Regions from separate parts of the Sus scrofa genome. Here all the other regions are linked to region 1. The links are chromatin contacts, called in public HiChIP or PLAC-seq and promoter capture Hi-C maps. All regions are on one chromosome and are shown on one strand. The core of a region is the stretch at or near the end of the contact, and the rest is flanking DNA. Distances in the headings are between cores, read along the strand shown. Region 1 holds the start of PTPN2 (tyrosine-protein phosphatase non-receptor type 2). Region 2 has its middle 23 kb from the start of CEP76. Region 3 overlaps PTPN2 (tyrosine-protein phosphatase non-receptor type 2).

The links. Promoter capture Hi-C pulls out the DNA fragments that hold promoters and counts their contacts. HiChIP or PLAC-seq counts read pairs in DNA pulled down with a chosen protein or histone mark.
Region 2: a contact with region 1 is called in an H3K27ac HiChIP or PLAC-seq map of alveolar macrophages. The contact joins the enhancer-like site here to the promoter of PTPN2 in region 1. A contact is called at or near these places in 2 of 5 promoter capture datasets (both in liver), 3 of 47 Hi-C or Micro-C datasets (alveolar macrophages, embryonic fibroblasts and epiblast stem cells) and 2 of 2 datasets of contacts at active chromatin or transcription factors (alveolar macrophages and skeletal muscle).
Region 3: a promoter capture Hi-C map of liver shows a contact between it and region 1, with 4 times the contacts expected there. The contact joins the enhancer-like site here to the promoter of PTPN2 in region 1. A contact is called at or near these places in 4 of 5 promoter capture datasets (fetal liver, fetal skeletal muscle and liver), 3 of 47 Hi-C or Micro-C datasets (epiblast stem cells, heart right ventricle and liver) and 2 of 2 datasets of contacts at active chromatin or transcription factors (alveolar macrophages and skeletal muscle).

The regions. Positions count from the first base shown.
Region 1 is chr6:96,768,406-96,771,343 of Sscrofa11.1, reverse strand. PTPN2 (tyrosine-protein phosphatase non-receptor type 2) reads right to left here and starts at 1,480. Exons shown (of 9, transcript XM_021096023.1): 1 at 912-1,480. The coding sequence starts at 1,073.
Region 2 is chr6:96,869,032-96,871,969 of Sscrofa11.1, reverse strand. No RefSeq gene overlaps it. Among named protein-coding and RNA genes, the nearest start is that of CEP76, 23 kb to the left of the region's middle. Within about 2 kb of position 1,514, at least 4 of the 83 cell types and tissues checked have an H3K27ac peak or open chromatin away from gene starts, as enhancers often do. A contact at or near this core is called in alveolar macrophages, where this site is marked.
Region 3 is chr6:96,832,795-96,835,732 of Sscrofa11.1, reverse strand. The region is part of intron 6 of PTPN2 (tyrosine-protein phosphatase non-receptor type 2); the gene reads right to left. Among named protein-coding and RNA genes, the nearest start is that of CEP76, 59 kb to the left of the region's middle. Within about 2 kb of position 1,567, at least 7 of the 83 cell types and tissues checked have an H3K27ac peak or open chromatin away from gene starts, as enhancers often do. A contact at or near this core is called in fetal liver and liver, where this site is marked.

The sequences.
Region 1 (2,938 bases), core at 231-2,730:
ACTGCACAAGACATAGCTGGAAGGCTCCCACATAAAGCTTCCTACGAGAATTTGCATTTAAAACTTTCTATAGCTGGAAAAGTCCTTAAAGTTAATACCCAATTCTCCACACTCCAACCACGTGAATCAGGGTATTTATTACACTTCCTGCTAAAGTGTTCAAGAAGAAAACGTTACATCTCGAACACAAGAGAAACTGTCATCTAATTAAATGGGAAGGGGGAAAGTCCGGAATCACTGCGGTTTACAGGAAAGCCTTAATTCTGACGTTTCACTGTGCAGAGCGACCGCGGGAGCAGCATTAACTCACCAACCACTCAGTACGATCTTGGAAACAACGTGCTAATGATTAAACGGTGGAGAACAGACAACCGAGTCATTTTAAAAGAGCTTAACTCAAGTACACTTGGAAGTGAAATGCTCGGCAGGTAGCCTGAGAAGCCAACATAGAGCTCGTTCCCTCGCGGAAAGGACTGTAACCCAGGAGGGCCTGGGGAAACAAGCGCCCGGGCGGGGAACCCCTCACGTCGCGCGGAAGTCGGGATGGGGCACGGGGCGACCATTCTCGGCACCCCCTACCTCCCCGAGCTCCTCCCCGAACGCCGAGACAAACCGGGCGCGCCGCAACGCCCCTCCCCGCGAACCCCCGCCCCTGTCACCCCGAGCCCCGTCACCTCGGGCCCCGCCGCATCCCCGCCCACGCCCGCCACCGGCACCGCCCCCGGAGACGACTGCGCCTGCGCGCACGCCGGTACCCTGCTGCCCAGGCCCAGGCGGCGCACGCGCGTCCTGACGCGGCCCGCGCGCGGCCACTTCCGCCCCAGCGGGAGGCGGGGGAGGCGGCGGGCGCTGGCGGGCGCGAGCCGGGTCCTCGGAGGGGCAGGCGGCGGCTGCGTGAGCCCTCCACTCACCAGGTATAGCTGCTGCCAGCGATTCTGAGCGTCCAACTCCTCAAACTCCCGCTCGATGGCGGCCGACATGGCGGCGGGAGGGAGCTGGCGCGAGGGAGCCTGCGCCGGCGGAGAGGTTCGGGCCCCGCACGATCCGGGCAGCGCGCTGCCGCTGCCGCGCATGCGCGCTCCACGCCCGCCCCGCCCCCTCGCAGACCGGGGCGCGGGGAAAGTACCTGGTGCGTGACGTCAGCGCGCTGCTTGCGCCACGCGGGCGGGGCACCGGGGGAGGCGTGGTCCTGACGGCGCCCAGGTGGAGGGGGCGGGGCCGGGAGGAACCCCGGATATGCAGGCGAAGGACGCGGAAGGCGAGCTGCCGGGGTTCTGGGCCTCGTCGCTTGGCGAGTGTGCTGGGGAGACCTGTTTCCTCCTTGCCGTCCCATGTCTTTTTCCCTGTTAGTCTTAATTTTTAGAACAGCGTTGCTTGAACTGATTTTGGGGGAGGGGTTTATGCTTTTTAGGGCCTCACGTGCAGCATATGGAAGTTCCCAGGCTAGGGGTACAGTCAGAGCGCTGCTGCCAGCCACAACCAGGTCCAAGCCGCCTCTTCCACCTACACCACAGCTCATGGCAACTCCGGGTCCTTTACCCACTGAGGAAGGCCGGGGATCAAACCAGCATCCTCATGGGTACTAGTCCGAGTCTTCACTGCTGAGCCAGAACAGAAACTGCTGAACTTCATTTATTTATTTGTCTTTTTAGTGCCACTTGCTCTGCATATGGAGGTTTCCAAGCTAGGGTTTGAATTGGAGCTGTAGCTGCTGGCCTACACCACAGCCACAGCAATGCAGGATCCAAGCTGCATCTGTGGCCTATATCACAGCTCATGGCAATGCCGGATCCCTAACCCACTGAGCAAGGCCAGGGATGAAACCTGAGTCCTAATGAATACTAGTTGGGTTCATTTCCACTGAGCGACAATGGGAACTCCCTGAACTTTATTTTAAATGTCATCTAGGTCAGTTTAGACCCGTGTCCCACTTTCTCCTCTAGGAGGAAATAAACCAGACCTGAGGCCAGCTTCTGCGCAGCCTCGGGTTTTGTGCCAAATAAACCGCTATAGCAGAAGAGGTAACCTCTTCTGGAGGTTGGAGACTACACTTGTAAATGTTCCACAACTGAAAAGCTAGTGTTACCTCTGAAAAGGACAAATCATCTTTTACCAAACAAACTGCTGATGATGAAAATCATCTCACTTTATGTTAAGATAATCCATTGTTGGGAAGCTCACGTGCTTAGAACATCTTATATCACCTTCAGTAAGTAATGTGAAGGGTTAGAAGAACTTTAGCTGTGCATCCACTAAATAAAAGTTAAATTTAACCAAAGTTCCCATCGTGGTTCAGTGGGTTAAGAACCAAACTAGTATCCTTGATGTTGTGGGTTCATCCCTGGCCTTGTTCAGTGGGTTAAGGACCCCACATTGCTGTGAGCTGTGGTGTAGGTCACAGATGTGGCTCAGATCTGCTGTGGCTGTGGCGTAGACTGGCAGCTGCAGCTCCGATTCAATCTGTAGCTTGGGAACTTCCATATGCTGCAGATGCATCCCTAAAAAAAAAGTTAAATTTTAATTAAAGTGAAATGATAGAGTCCTCTGAGCTCTTTCTCAGCGAGGTCTGGGCTTTTGGAGTTCCCAGTTTCTCTCTGCATTGTCGAATTCCATTAGGAGTCCCCGAATCTCAGTATCTGAGCATTTACAGTTTAAATCAGGTTCCTCATCTTCTGCCGTCCCCCAAGTGACATCTGGCCCACCTTCAGCAAAAATCCTACTAGATCAGCTTGCCCAACCAACATCCCTCTCCCCTTTCTCTGTATAAACCAAGACTACTACAGGGTGTTCCCGAAGTGACGCAGCCAGTTATTAATCCCAGGTTGTCTTTGGATCAGTGCGGGTTTGACCCTGCAGAGGAACTTCAAATGGAGTCCTTGGGAAGTTGCATGTCCCCAGAGATAGACTTGAGTGTAGTTTCAGCTTTTCCAGAAATGGA
Region 2 (2,938 bases), core at 265-2,764, 100 kb before region 1:
TAGTTTTTGATATATATGTAACTGCAGAAATATGCAGACATATTTTAAAAACAAAGTGACATTATATTATATATAGAATTCTGTATCTTGTTTTTAAAGATTCTTATATAAGTGATGAACACACTCTCACTGTAAAAAATTTTAACAGTGTAAATGTAAGATGCTCTGTCAGCTTCTCCTCCCCCTACCCCCACCAGTCCCAGTTTGCCTTGTCCCTCCCTTTATGCAAGAATTCACTTTTCTGAGCACTCCCATCATGCAAGAATTCAGTACGTCTAGCTCTCCATTAAAACATCCAGTAGAGGGAATTGTTCCACCGTTTCTCTTTTAACATGTAGGTTATATTTCTTTTTTCTTCACAAAAAAAATCTATCTTGGATGCCATTTACACAATGCAGAATGTGTAGTAATTTATACATATATTTAGTGCTACTGATTTGTTTCTAACCAAAGCAAGTTTTTAAAATCTTATTTTCTGCCTTCAACTTTCTTGTTGGTTTGCTTGTTTTCATTTTCTTTGACCCTGAAATATGTGTTTTTAAAAGGATATTGCAGAGTTCCCTTCATGACTCAGTTGTTAACAAACCCGACTAAGATCCATGAGGACTCGGGTTCAATCCTTGGCCTCACTCAGTGGGTTAAGGATCATGGCATTGCCATGAGCTGTGGTGTAGGTCGCAGACACAGCTCGGATCTGATGTTGCTGTGGCTATGGTGTAGGCCGGCGGCTGTAGCTCTGATTCGACCTCTGGCCTGGGAACCTCCATAAGCCGCAAGTTGGGCTCTAAAAAAGAAAAAAAAAAAAAAATATATATATATATTGCTATTGAGAATACTTATGGGAAAAAAATCCCTACTGTTGGCAGAAATATACTTTTTCCCTTAAGAGGAAGAAAAATCAGATAAAACAATATGGGAAAGAAATTATTTCATTCAGCAGTAATTCCATTTAAATTTCTAAATAGATTAGAATTATTGAAGAGACTATTTATATTTAGTTACTCTGAAAATATTTGTTTTTTCCTAGATGACAAATTCTGAAGATATTTGTTTTTTCCGAGATGACAAACTCTGAGCCTTTCAACCATATTTTATGTAAATGACATATATATTTTAATTTCATAGTGGTTCTCAATCAAGAGAGCTGACAGAACTTGCAGGCAGGCAGATCACTGTGCTGGTGTGGGCGTCTGTCCTCACAGCTGCTGTCAATTTGCATATAAAGAAGAAGTTAAGTGAAAACAAATTGGTTTCAAAACACTATCATATAGTCTCATTTGGGAGGAAAATGAGTATCGCTCATAGCAAAAACGTGGGGTAGCCAAAATGTTAGCAGCAGCTATATATGGGTGATTTAAAATTTTTTTCATCTGTTGGTTTGCCTGTAAAGTCTAAATTTTCTACAGTTAATATATACTTGTTTTGAAAGAAATGAGAGCAATGCAGTCTATGCCACTGAATTCTCTACTTCAGAGCAATTCCAGGCCTGGGCTGCAGGGGGCACCCCTGACCTGGCAGCAGGTCCCAAAGTCCTGCAACAGGCAGAGGAGCCAGGTGCTTACAGGTGATGCCCTCATCTCAGTAGGGCTGGATGAGTGGTGGGCCCTTTTTGCACTTTCAGTATTTCTTCCTTGGGTCTGGCTAGAGCATCCTCCTCATATTCAAAAGAAGGGAAATTTTTCCAAATTTGGCCTAAGGAAATAGGTATTTCAAGGGAACACGGCTGGCCAATTTCAGTTAAAGTAATAAAAATTTAGGGGGAAATTCTGGACTCAGTGAAGTTGCCCAGGGAACAGGCTGTACCACAACCATCAATTTACTTACAACCTTTGGCAAAATGACTCGGAGAGGATGCACAAGGCCATAGGCACAGCAACTGAACTCGCTTCTGGTGTTTCTACTTAAGAGATATTAAATTATTTCAGATACTTGGAATTGTGAATATGATATTTGGATTAATATTGATTGATCAATATGTATTTGAAATGATAGGGTTTGTGTTTGTTTTTTAGGGCTGCACCTGTGGCATGACTTGCAGCTGCCGACCTATAGCCACAGCAATGCTGGATCTTTAACCCACTGAGTAGGGCCAGGGATTGAACCCGCATCCTCACGGATACTTGTTGGGTTCATTTCCGCTGAGCCACAGTGGGAATTTTGAAATGACAGATATTTTAAATTCAATATCTAACATCCATGGCATCATAGCTTAAAAATCCGTCTATCTACATGGCGCCGGTTCCCAAATGTCTATTTCCAGCTCATCTTCTCTTCTGAACTCTCCCTTGAACATCTCAACTACCCTCTCAGCCTCTGAATTTGGGGACCAGGCAGGCCTCCAGTTGCCTCCATCCCCGCTTCCTTCCCTCCTCCCTGCTCCGCTGACATCTTTCCTCCCAGGTCCTCTGCCAGAAGGCTGAGCACGGCCTCTCTCCTGCCCTCCACAAGCACAAGCCCATGGGCTCTGCTGTCGCAATCTCCAGACTTTGACCATGGCTCACCAGCATCCCTGTCACCTGGTGCTGCCACCAATACCTCATAGACTCACCTCCTCTGACCTCCTGTTGGAGACCCTCAAAGACCAAGGCCCTGGAAAAGAGTGGGCACCAGAGCCAGGCGTGGTCCAGTCGGCAGTCCCTGGGAGAGGGCGAGGAACACCAGGCACTGGACCCAGGAACTCACTTCCTACTGGAAGCTGATAACCAGACCCTTCGAGTGGGGTTGGCAGTGTGTAAAGTTCGACCCTGGTCACTCTTATCTATGAAACTTGCACTGCTACACATGCAAGATGCACAGGCCATTCGCACACTATCTGATCCTGGGTAGAGGTAACTTAAGGTATTTAAGTGCACTGTGGCATCTGGGGAGGGCAGAGGTCGCTGGGAGAGCTGGGTTCGGTACCAGGGAGGACATGGTGGTGAGAGGAGGCAGCTGAGGT
Region 3 (2,938 bases), core at 318-2,817, 64 kb before region 1:
TGGTGAGCTCGCATGTAGGTCCGTGCACACCTCAATCTGTCCCCACCAGCTATAGCAGCGGCCCGGGCAGCGAGGCCAGCACCAGGTGAAGGGACAGCTCAGCATGCCTGGACTTCAGAGCAGGCAGGATCCAGACCCAGATGAGGCTCTATTTCCTTCTATAGACATAGGAGGAATGTTACCCACCTCGGGACCTGCTGCAATTTATGCCTAGCAGCATGGGTGACAAACGCTAGCTTCCTTGGGCCTCACTGCCCCCATCCTAGGGACAAGCGGGGGCGGTGGTGGGCAGAATAAACTGGGCCCTGGAAGATTCAGGCAGTGACAAAGCGCGGGCTGGAGAGGGCAGAGGCAAGTGTAGCCTCCGCATGGGGACCCTGCGCCCTCGGTGTCCTGCAGGGGTAGAGCACTTCCGCCCTCTCCCCACCACAGAGAGAGGAGCCAAGGTGGCAGTCTGAGTGCCTATGCTGGCACAAAATGGCCACTTGGCACAGATGGGGTGGCCCTCTTAAAAGTTGCCATCCTGAAAAGCGTGGAGTCTTGGATCTAATGAATAAAGTCTCTAACTTACTGTCTGAGGATTAATGATTCTAAACAGAGACAAACCCCTCAAAACTTATACTGTCCTAGAACTTACACAATACTCATGCCCTCAAGATGCTCTGCTACACCTGTATATTTGAACAATTTGAATAATGCCTGTATATTTAGATTTTGTAAATTGCAGCAAATGCATTGATACACCAATAAACTAGTTTTTAACTTCTCTCATTATACAACAGAGGAATTGAAGATGGCATTTTACCACATTCTACCTTCTCCCAATATAGCTCTTCTATTGCGTAATTAATGCATCTCTTTGTTTTACAGTAGCTGACTCACAAAAGACTCAGAGAATGTAAACCTCTGTAACCTGTCACATTTGGAGGACAGTGAGAACAATTTGGCTAGAAGGAGAGCACGGAGGAGAGCCTGGCCTGAGAGGAGGCCGGGAGGGAAGCTGACCTGGGAATGACCTCTGCCCCTGACCTGGGTTCCTGGGGGCCCAGTGCTCCTGAGCAGGGGCTGAGTCCAGGAAGAGTGTTCTGCCAACAGTAGAGAAAGAACTAAACATATGAGAGAAGGACTCATCACTGAGGGGACCATGTCAATTCTCTTCCTTCCCATGACAAAGCTGTTTCACTCAGTCCGAACAGCATTTGTTATATTGGAAAAAATGCTAGTGGGGAAATGGTTCCTCTCTGAGCATATCCCATGCCCACCTGTACTGGTTCTAGGTCCTCAGGAGACCCCCCCCCGGGGGAGGCGCTGCCACTGTTACTCCTATCCCCCGCTTTACAGATGCGATGGGCTAATGCGCAGCAGAGCCAGAATTTTGCACCCAGACAGTCTGGGCCTGCTGTGCTGGAGCCCCTCAACAATACCTGTACCTCTGAAGCCATCATCAATTTTAGACACCAGATAGTTCAGAAAAGTACCAAATAAAAATGATACTGTCTCCAGAACTATGCTGGTCAATTCTTCACAAAGGTCTAGTTACAGCAACCCGGGCTCATATTTGGACAAGGCTCAACAATGTCAATAAACAAGCTGATGCCAAAAACCAAGTCTTACTGGACCACTTCCCAGAATAAGCACAAATCCGGAATCTGTCAATAAGAAAAGACTCAGCAGGGGGCTACAGCGTGAGGGGGGAGAAAAAGAGACTGAAGGCTAGTAAATTAAAAAAGAAAAGGACAATGCTGTTTTGCCATGTTTTGGGGCAGCAAACTTTGCTTTCCCATGACACAGGCAAAGAGGCGCCATTCACCTAGTGAAGTAGGAGTCAACACTGCACTCAGCTCCAAACTGAGCGGCTCCCTGTGCCCAGACTCACACCCACGTGGAGCCACTCCCACAGACCAAGTGCAGCTGGGAACACCACCCCAGCTTCTTCTCATGGAGAAAAGCCCCTTGAAAAAGCTGGGGGTGATGTAACTAAACCTGAAACGCACTGTAATTTGCTGAAAGTATATAATTTCCTTATTACTTGATTAGTGGTGTCAACCTGGCAGCAGGAGATCTGACACCATCAAGTTTGATTTGGCAAATTACGCCCCCTGGGAGGTTTCCTGCAATCACCGATCTTAGGGGTCTGTCTACTCATGAGGATGTGGCAACGCCAGCACCTGTACTGCGTGCTTATGGCCACCTCGTGCCAGAAGGATGGAAAGTAAATGGTGTCATTATTAGAGACAACCAGCAATCATGTCTAGTCACCCAGGTAGCGCCAGGCCATGCGGACTGGTGCAGTGAATCACTATAGGTGACTATAATCACACACGTACTTACTGGTTTCAGGCACAATCACTTCAGATGTGAATATTAACAGCTCTCCTTTGTCCTTGCAGGTTCTAAATGATTGTATATCCACCTATGTCGGAAATCTTTACGGGAAAACTAACATGAAACAGTATCAAGAATGAAAACACCATGCCCTTCACATAAATCTACATTAAAGCTCAGGTGAGGACAGATGCTCCCTTCAGTAAAAAGAACTGGGGACAATGCTTTCACGGTCAGAGGCACAGAGACGGCACCCTGGGGTGTGCTGAGGCAGGGAATGCCCCGCCCACCCCATCAATTCACACTGGAAAATCTTCCTTCTTTCTTCTTACAAATACTGAGTTTTCCCAAAAATTAGAGGCAAAGAGGAGGCAGATGGAGAGAAAGAAAAGTCTTTGCATAAATTGAGTATCACATCCTTATACATCAAATGAGATATTTCTGGGGGCACAGGACAGTTAATTCATGCATGCAGTTTGGGGATTCTAGACAAAGTAACTTCTGATCTTTGTAACATTAAATTTATTTATTTTTTTCAGTTTTATTATGCAGTCAATACATAGAATGGAGACTGCTGAGGAAACTAAAGAGCAGGGGGAAGGACACCCTTCAC